Linked DNA regions of Mus musculus: regions 2 and 3 are each linked to region 1. The links are chromatin contacts, called in public promoter capture Hi-C maps. All regions are on one chromosome and are shown on one strand. The core of a region is the stretch at or near the end of the contact, and the rest is flanking DNA. Distances in the headings are between cores, read along the strand shown. Region 1 holds the start of Phf2os1 (a long non-coding RNA gene). Region 2 holds the start of Nol8 (nucleolar protein 8). Region 3 holds the start of Ippk (inositol 1,3,4,5,6-pentakisphosphate 2-kinase).

Region 1 (3,095 bases), core at 309-2,808:
ATACAGGACCACCCCTCGTAAGGCCAGCCAGGTTGCCCTACAAGAGTGGGCCTCTGTCCCAGGGCCTACAGATGTGAGAAGGCCCATCAAATCCTGGCCACCTAGCTCCCAACACTTAAAGATGACTAGACCAGAGACCACAGCTCTTTTTCAAGACTCCCTAAAGATCCTGGATGTGAGATATCAGAAGGGTCTTCTCTCTAGAAGGAAGGTCAGGGACGGTCCAGAACCACACACCGTTCTCTCCCTCCAGCCTGCTACTCGCTGTTAAAAACTCACACCCAGGGGACAGACAGACCTGTCCAGCTTCAGGCCAGCCCTCTTGAGGCCCAAGCACATCCCACAGGCAAAGTCAAACACAAGAGAACCTGTTGGAGCAGTTTAAGCAGGATGATCACCTCTTTCTCCTCCTCTTACTTCTAAGTAGGAAGGGACTTAGGCTCTTAAAAAGTAGACACAAGGCCAGGTCATGGCCACCGGCAAGGGCCCAGAGGGCGGGTTTAGTATCTCCAAGCTTACCTCTTTCCCTCCTCCCCATCTTCCTTAAAGAGCATAAGGTCATGTCAAAACTGGGGTTCCTCTGCCTGAAGCAGAGAGGAGGGAAATGGGGAGCCGAGCAGGCCAGGAAATGAGCGGCCAAGCCACAACACCCCCACCCCAACACACAGACACTCACGTCGGTCTGTCACTGCACTCCCGCCTAGGCCCGCAGGCCGGCCCGAGCCAGTAGGCACGCGGGGTCCCCGGTGGGGTCCTGCCCGCCAGGACACAGTCCCGAGGGGGTTCCCGGGATCCAGCACAGACGGGGGGCACTGGCCGCTACCTCGCTACCGTTCCCCCGGTCCACCCGAGCCCTGCCAGCTCCGGAGCCCGCCAGTCGCGCCTCTCGGGGGACCCGCGCCGGGCCGCGCGCCCGCCTCTCCCGGCCCGGCCGCCCCGAGCCCGCGCGGGGAAAGTTCCTGCAACTTCGCAGGGGGCTGGCGGCGGGGGCCCCGGGCCTGGGCCTCGTCCGGCTCCTGGCCTCCGCGGCCACTGCGGCCCCGCTGTCAGACGACCGGGTCCCAGCCCCATCGCGGCCGGAGCCCCAACTTCCCCGCGCCCCTCGCCCGCCCCGGCCACGGGCCTCGCTTTGTGCGCGGCGGCCGTACGCCCCCGCCCTGGGCACAAAAGGGCGCGCGGCCCGGCGGCCGAACGCGGCTGCGGTGCCCGGCGGGGCCCGGGGCGCGCGACCAGGGCGCGGGGCTCGGTGGGCCGGGCGGGCCGCGGCGCGCTCACCTGCCGTGGAACCAGTCCTTGCAGGCATCGCACTCGATCATAAAGCGGGTAACGTCGTAGGGCAGCCGGCAGACGCAGTACACGGGCACCGTCGCCATGTTGCCGCGCCGCCGCTCGCCCCGCCGCTGCGCTGCCCGGGTCGGGCCGGGCCGGGCCGGGGGCCGCGCGGCGAGGGCGGCGGGGGCGGCGGGCGCGGGCGCCGCGGCCGGAGCGGACGGGGCCGGGGGCGCTCGGCAGGGCCCGCGCGCGCGCTCGCGGCCGGGCGCGTCCACACAATGCCGGCGCGGGCTGCTGGGGCCGCGCCGGGAGCCGCCCGCCGGGCCGCGGGGCGCAGGGCTGAGAGTGCGCGGGGGGCCCGGCCGCGCGCGGGACACAAAGCGAATGGACGCGCGGGGGCGGCGGGCGGGGAGCCGCGGCCCCACCGAAGGGACCCCCGGCCGCCGAGCGGCCGCTACGTCAGCGCCCCGGGTGGCGCCGCCTCCGCCCGCCGGCCTGGGCCCCGCTCCCGCCGCCGGGAAGGCGGGCCGCGGTAGAAGGTGGGCCGCGGGCCTGGGGGAGCCAGCAGCCGGGCTCGGGGGCACCCCGCGGGAGAGGGTGGCCCCGGGACTCCCAGGGAGACGAGCCGCGGAGCCCCCTGCCCCCGACTACGTGAACACAGTTCGCACAGCCCTGCCTTAGCCAGAAGCAACTCCTTGGCCTTAACTTTCTTCTGACCCCGAAGTGGGATGGACAGGGGGATCTTCCTCCTCTTCCTGGGCCCGGCAGCCTCCCTCCCATCCCGAACTGCGACTGAGTTGCTGGCTTTTGAATAACCTCCCCTTCCCCTTCTTTCTAGCTGGGGGCTGCCTTGCTTCCTCGTACGATCCGGTGAACTTTCCCGATGCTCCGGCAAAAGTCAGGGGACCCGAGAGTGAACTGTTTGTTGTAGGACACAGCTTACCTGGGATTGGTGCCGCCCAGGACCCCTTATTACAACCCATAGACCCACAGACCTTAGGAGCGGAGGACAGTCCAGTGAGTCGCAACTGAGCCACAGGACTGCTGGGGAAGACAAGGGGTTATGTTGTCGCTCTCGCCCCTGCAGTCTTGCTCTGAACTGGCTCCCTGGTCTCACCTGTCCTGCTTAGAGCTTTTTTGTTGGTTGGTTGGTTGGTTGTTTGGTTGGTTGGTGAGATATGAATGAGGGTCCTTCTCTGTCCCCTACCCAGGTCGACCCTGATGAGCAGGGCCATATATTTAGGAAGAAAGCTGTCTGCTAGATCTGCTTCCCCTTTGCCTGTCCCCACACAATACGTGGAGATGCTAGTCTCTGCAGATACATTCCAGAGTTTCAGACCTCTGCTTACCTTGACAAGGCAGAGTCCCAGTTATCCCTGCCCAGAGTGCGGCTGCCAATCAGCTCCATTGCTGGCAACTCAGAGGATAGCCTGTTATGGAATCTGCCCTCAACCAACCCCCACCCTTCCCAAATAGGTAAACCCAGGGCCACAAATCAGGATCCGAACCAGGGCAAGCACTGTGTAACCTAAGGGCACACATGTGGCAGGGGAGATAGGAAATTGGGGCGGGGGGCGCAGACAGGTTACCCCGTCAACCTGTACACAATGAATTCATTTCAAGCTACCTGCCTGAACTCCAGCTGTCCCCTTGGGTCTCCTCTGTACTGGATGGTCCTTCCCCTTACAAGGCAAGAAACAGCTGTTAATCCCCTGTCCCTGTCACCAGGCATGTGTCCTGGTGGGGTAGGCACTGCCCTGTTACCTAAGGCACTCTCCCCAAGAGGTGGTGCAGTTGTCATTCAGCAGAAGTGAAAACTGAAG
Region 2 (3,095 bases), core at 285-2,784, 780 kb after region 1:
CATGCACAGCTGGAGGCCACACACACATCTCCCTCTTTCTTTCAACAGTTAACAACGTTCTCTTTCTTTAGAATTTGTTTCCTGCACTAAGGTTCTCTGAACCTGTTCCAAATTACACCTAATAAAAAAGGTATTTTTTTTCCATGTTTAAGATACTAAGTTACTGCTAGTTCTAGCCTTCCTTCTCTCTTTGAATGGGCAATGCTTGGGCTTTGGATTTCTCTAGGACCTTAGGCAAGCTATTTAACTATTTAACACTCAGATCAACTACCTTTAAATAAGGCTTAACAATAGTAACTAATCAGAAGACTATCACAGTTTCCTATAGAAGGCATTAGCCATATATACCAATTTGACCATGCTAGGCTGCCCTGCCCTGGGGCTATATACCCCCAACCCTTATGTTTCTAACATAATGCAGAAAAAAAAAAAAAAAAAAAAAAAAAAAAAAAAAAGGTCAGGGCCCCTTAACTACATCGTTAGATGAGTCACAAAAACAAATCCATGAAACCAGAGTAAGGAGGGAATCCCAACTAGACAAGAGCAAGTATGGTGGCTCAGGTAATAACTCCAACACTGTGTGTGGGAGTTGGGGGCTGCGGAATAGAAGACTCTTGAGTTTGAAATCAAATTGAGCCAGTTCCTGACCTACAGAGTAACAATGTCTCCAAACCCAGAAAAACAAAACAAAACAAAACCAGCTATCTAGATGCTGTTCTCCCGAAGGCAAAGACTGCTTAAAGAAAAGCCAGATTTTCCCTTTGATTCTCATCAACTGGGCGAAAACAACCCTTAAGGAAACTATTTTCTGCTGATTATAATCAAGTCATAAGCCCCAAACGCAGCGTTCACACACTCATGAGGTCATCGTTCTCCCAGAACACTGATTCAAGTTCACATTTCAGGACGTCTCCCACCACGTTCTTGAGCATGGGTCTTGGGGGGGTGAGGGAGTCGGAGTCCAGAACTGTCATAAGGTTGAGAGGTCCGCGGGGTGCTACAGGGCATGGGCTGGGAGGGATGGACCCGAGCCACGTACCAGGCTCCGGACGCCTTCTCCCCAGCGTTTTGCAGCATTCTGCACTCTCGCTGCAGCGCTGCGACCTCCGCCTCCAGGGCGCGCAGTTCGCGGGTCTCGGAATCCATGGCTACCGACGTGGAACCCTGAAGGTGAAGTAGCCCGGAGAATGGCAGTCTGGGCGCCTCGGGCAGCCAGGAGACTTCAAGGAGCGCGCGCGCTCCTGGAACGGACCACTCTCGAGCTCACGGGGGGAGAGGCTGCCGGGAGTCGCGCGTCCACGCCCACGGCCTCGGACGACGTTCCCGAGCCTGACGGCCCGCGAAATGTCGCGTCGAGCGTCTAGACACCCCCGCCGCCTCTGCGAGTTGGTTCGTTCCAAATTGCACGTCACCCTCCAACGGCCGCCCATCCCGTCTAACGGCCACTGGGCCAGCCGAGCTCTTACGTCACCGAAGGGGGCGGATTCTCGGAAGCACGAGGAAAGGAGTCTCTTTATTTTGGTTCCGCTTCTTCACTTCCGCCTACTTGAACCGGAAATCAGGAACCACGCGGCGGAGTGTCTTTTCTGTAGGAATTACCGATTTTTATTTTTCTTTCTCACACTCTGTCAGTTTTACAACGTGGAGGAGAACTAACAGAACGTCAGTAAAAGCGAAGGCGGAGGAAATAAAGAGCCCTCTGGAACTGCGGGATAACGGAACCTTAGGAGATTGGGTTGGAAACTTTGTAGGAAGGAAAGGAAAATGCACTTGCCGGCACGTGTTATTAGACGTTAAGTGCTACGCCGGGCTTGAGCTGAGTCGGACAAGCGCCCTGAGGAAGAGTGTTTGCTCGTGAGAAGTGATGGGCTATTGGGCTTAGCCTCTCCTCTCCTTCCTTAGGGGCTTCTCGAAGAGAGAGGGCAGGGCTGGAAGGATGGGGCGGTGGCTACCAAGAAGGGGTACACTGTAGGTTTTTTTCCCAGAGTGCTGGCCTTTGCTTTGGGCTTCTGCCGCTATTTAGTGATCTCGCTTGGAAGGAGACAGCCAACTTTTGAGAAAGGTTTGAGTAAGAGCTGAACATCCGCCGAGAGCTAAACGAGATGGAGCGACCTCTGGAAAACGTTTCCAGCAATCTTGGTAGGACAGTGTTAACAATTCCGGGTTCCAAAATTAGACTTCATTATGATCCTTGCTGTCACCACTACTGTTTTCTAAGTGGCACTGGGAAAAGCCGTAACCGCTCCTACTCCCCTGACCGATGAGATCCACTCAGACTGCTTTGAACAATACAGGCACACAGTGGGGAAACATATTTTAGGTATAACTTAAGTTGCCGTCTTTGTGATTTAACAGCGCTTAGGGGACACTTGTATTTTGCCATACTATTGTAATTGCAGACTTTGTTATGACTGGAGCTCCAGGATGAAGCTATTTTTATCCGTTAGCTTACTATTTTTGCCAGTATATGTTAAGGTAAAAATGTAGAAATGAATGGGGGAGGGCAGTACTTCGAATAAAAAATCAATAAGGATAAGATATAATAGCTGTGGTTGTTTTAGAGAAAACATCTGGGAGAAGATGTGTGGATGTGCTGTACTTAGGTGCAGTTGCAAAGTGTGTTCATTGAGAATGTGGATGGAGGGCCTTTGTAAAATCTCCACTGATAAAATCTGAAAGCAATACATATGAAGAGACATAGCTTCATAAGATGAAGTTGGCACAGAAGTTTCAGGGGAAAGAGTTGTGTTAAATTTCTGGAAAACTATTAAATTGTTTTTCTGTCCAAAATTAACTTTTCCAGATAGATGCCCAACATCCATGCAAGGCAACAGAGAAATGAAGCGCCTCTTTGTGGGTGGACTTGGACAGGGCATTTCTGAGACAGACCTACAAAATCAGTTCGGCAGATTTGGAGAAGTTTCTGACGTGGAGATCATCACTCGGAAAGATGACCAAGGTAAATCTGTAACACGAGGGAGTTAAAAACAGACAAGGTCAATGATATTACAGGAGAAGCAACCCCAGAGCTGAATGTTAGCGCTAAACATCATATATGGCTTCCTGGATTATTTCATATGAAAATTAATTTTGAA
Region 3 (3,095 bases), core at 336-2,835, 550 kb after region 1:
GAGGTCTTCCACACTAATATAAATAACCCTTCACCCATGCTCCTCTAAGCATGACCTGTAAATTCATTTGGTTCACCAAGCTATACTTGGGTACATTCATTTCTGTGGTCTTGAAAGACCCCGAGAGGAGCCCCTCGCTCAAGTCTCGGGATAATAGCGGACCCCCAAGAACTCACAAAAGACCAAACTTGATGCAAACCACCTGAGGCTTTATTGGGGGGAAAGCCAGAGCTCTGGGGACGACTTGTATCCCACGCAGGGGTAGAGGAGTTGACCCCGAGGGGAAAGGGGTCCCAGTTTTTATAGGCCCTCACGGGGGGGGGGGGGGAGGAGAAGGGGGGAGTAGGGGATTTCCAGATCTAAACAATGTCTATTCTTAAGAAATGGGTATGGGAGGGGTACAAGGAAAGAGTCTGGTGCAGGTGGAGCAACTCTGGATTGGCCCGGCTGTGGTTACTGGGGAGATTTTTCGATTCTATCCCAGCAACCAATATCACAAACACCTCGCAGTGAGGTGCAGCAGTGGGCACACACCTGGGTTTAAGGAACGGTCAGAACATTGGCAGACACACGGGTTCAAGGCGCGGCCAGAGCATTGTGCACCTCTATTTTTCTAAATCAGTGAAGCTACTTTTACTAACAATGAAATCTATTTTGCCAATTTGAGGGCTTCTGTGACCTTTTACATTCTATTAGGATCTTTCAGTCTGTTGTTGGTGTCCTATTTAGAATGAACAGGTTTTTTTGTTTTTTTCCCAGTCTTCCTTGGAAAAATTAACACAAAAAAACCCATACTATCTGCCTGCATTAAGCTGGATTTTCTTCACATACACCAGTTACAGCAATATTCAGTGCTGTGGCCAAACAATTTAACACAAATATGAAAATTATGTTTGAGACAGGATCTCACTAAGTAACCCTGGCCGGTCTCGAACTCCTAGAAATCTCTTGCTTCCACATCCAGAATGCTGAGAGCATCACCATGTCCAGCCCCAAATCATTTTTAAGAGCACAAGGACCGCATATAATTCTTTAGGCAGCTCTACCAGGCAGGGCCAATCTTCCCCGCATTAAAGGATAAACTGAGGTCATTGCTTTCTGCTGGGATGGGGTGGGAGAGTCTATTGCCTCATCTGCATTTCTGGATGTCTTGGGGCAAAGGCTCCACGGTGAGGTTTCCTCGCCACGTTTCCCGGAGTAGTGTGAACACCACCTAATGGCTCTCTTGGCCGGAGCAAGGCCATTGAAGGTGCATCCCATTCTACAGATGTAAGCGGAGGCTCAGAGTCGCCCGGCGCCTTACTGCAGCCCCACGAAGATCCAGCCGTGGCCCTAGGACAGTGCGAGGGTGAGCGCCTCGGACTCGGGGCGCCAGGAAGCCGCCGGCCTCAAGGTCCGGGAGCAGATCCGGAAACCTCCCTTCCGGTTCCCAGGTCCGCGTTTCGGAAGTGAGTCACTCTGCCAGCACATAATATGGCTTCCACTCCACCTACCACCCTGGACGTCGAGGGTAAGGTGGGCGGGACCCGGAAGTTGACCGTTCTGGGAATGGCGGCCGCCGGGGGCGTGGCTTCCGGCGCTCCTTGCCTGCAAGTCGCCGCCGCTGAGAGCGCAGGCGGCAGCTGACAGGCGCTTTTCTTCAGACGGCTGCGGCGGGAGCCCTGCGAGGCGGGCGGCCTCCAGCTCTCGTCCCCACGTCCCGGCCCGCGAAGTTCCAGGGCGCCGGGGCATGGAAGAGGGGAAAATGGACGAGAATGAATGGAGTTACCATGGCGAAGGCAACAAGAGCCTTGTGGTGGCCCACGCGCAGGTGAGCGGCTGGCGGGCAGCCCGGCTCCGGGCCTCACCCGACGGCTCCCGAAGCTCTGTGCCTGGTACCGTCCAGGTACCCAGGTCGTGACTCTTCCTCCAGCTTCCGCCCGGGTGGTTCCCTGGCACCCCCACAGTACCCTCCTCTGCTCCATACTCATCCCCGGCACCCCTAGCTCCGTTGGCTCCCCTTTCCTCCTAGTGTCCCTTCTCGGTTCTCTCTGTCCCGTCAGTACTCTTTCCTCATGCGCTGTGCGTGCCGCGTGGCCTCACACCGTGCAGCCTCCCCCGGGATGCTCGTCTTACTGTCAGGCAACGGTGGGCCAGAGGCTGAGCCTGGACCAGGGCCTGGGCAGCACAGGGGAAAGTTCCCAGAGTGCTGTCAGCCCACCGAGTGGAGTTCAGCCTCGAGAAACCACAGAGCTGGTGTTCTGCCTTGCTGCTGCGCTGTCAGGAACGGGGCGCTGCCACAGGTTCGCGTCCCGATCATATACTTTAAATGGTTTCTCCTTCGTTCAACTTGAAAGGCGGTTTCAGAAGATGTAGTCCTTTCCAAGGAGGCGAATTTAAAGGAAGAGAAGCATATGGATGGATCTGTGTGCAGCCCCAGATTTCTCTGACATTTTGCTGCCTGATTACAAGCTAGCAGGAATGTGGTGGGCTGGGGGAGTAGAAGGCGGGGAGGTGTCATGTGAGAAGGTTAATAACTCAGGGAGCTGGGGTGATTCACACCTCCACCACTGAGAAGCAGTAGGCTGCATTAGGAAAGTGAAGAGAGGAATAGGATGTACTTTTGTCTCTCTGAAGTTCAGATTGTATGGAGCTGTACTGAGTGTTGAGCAGCCTAGAGCTTGGGTCTTGTGTCTAGTTGGCACCTCTGACCTCCTGGTGTATTTGTTCAGAATGTAGACTGAAGAGGAGAAGGCCCCTCTTGGAAGTGTTTTAAGGCCTTTTGTGACCAAGGAGTGCTAATGTAAGTGGGGTGGAGAAACTCTGCTCCCTTCGGTCCTGGGCATGTCTGTAGTCCCCCTTCTCCTTTGAGAGCAGGTGAGCTTTGTTTCTCTGCTCAGCTTCCCAGGCCTGTCTCATCCAGTCCTGGAGAGAGGGAGGCTTTTACCTAGCCTCCCCAGGCATGCTCACTCTTTCTGATCGAGCATCAGTCACTGAGTTGAAAAGCTCTTCTAAAGTCCCCTGTCAGCCCTTCCTCCTCTGTAGCATGCATACACAGCTATCCTTAGGCCCATCCTGCAGGAGCTGGGCTGGGGTGGGGGAACTGGACATCCGTG

Evidence for each region. Promoter capture Hi-C pulls out the DNA fragments that hold promoters and counts their contacts. Capture Hi-C pulls out chosen DNA fragments and counts their contacts.
Region 2: a contact with region 1 is called in a promoter capture Hi-C map of pre-B cells. The contact joins the promoter of Nol8 here to the promoter of Phf2os1 in region 1. A contact is called at or near these places in 2 of 39 promoter capture datasets (liver and pre-B cells), 4 of 484 Hi-C or Micro-C datasets (CD4 T cells, embryonic stem cells, muscle stem cells and 1 more), 3 of 115 datasets of contacts at active chromatin or transcription factors (large pre-B cells, memory CD8 T cells and thymic regulatory T cells) and 2 of 9 other capture datasets (adipose tissue and liver).
Region 3: a contact with region 1 is called in a promoter capture Hi-C map of liver, with 2.9 times the contacts expected there. The contact joins the promoter of Ippk here to the promoter of Phf2os1 in region 1. A contact is called at or near these places in 5 of 484 Hi-C or Micro-C datasets (CD4 T cells, embryonic stem cells, muscle stem cells and 2 more), 1 of 115 datasets of contacts at active chromatin or transcription factors (memory CD8 T cells) and 1 of 9 other capture datasets (liver).

What each region holds. Positions count from the first base shown.
Region 1 is chr13:48,869,393-48,872,487 of GRCm38.p6, forward strand. It overlaps Phf2os1 (a long non-coding RNA gene), which reads left to right and starts at 1,559. Exons shown (of 2, transcript XR_003950516.1): 1 at 1,559-1,811. Phf2 (PHD finger protein 2) reads right to left here and starts at 1,493. Exons shown (of 22, transcript NM_011078.3): 1 at 1,276-1,493. The coding sequence starts at 1,373.
Region 2 is chr13:49,651,544-49,654,638 of GRCm38.p6, forward strand. It overlaps Nol8 (nucleolar protein 8), which reads left to right and starts at 1,535. Exons shown (of 17, transcript NM_001271397.1): 1 at 1,535-2,139; 2 at 2,804-2,959. The coding sequence starts at 2,103. Cenpp (centromere protein P) reads right to left here and starts at 1,188. Exons shown (of 8, transcript NM_025495.3): 1 at 1,040-1,188. The coding sequence starts at 1,146.
Region 3 is chr13:49,419,657-49,422,751 of GRCm38.p6, forward strand. Ippk (inositol 1,3,4,5,6-pentakisphosphate 2-kinase) reads left to right here and starts at 1,586. Exons shown (of 13, transcript NM_199056.4): 1 at 1,586-1,810. The coding sequence starts at 1,730.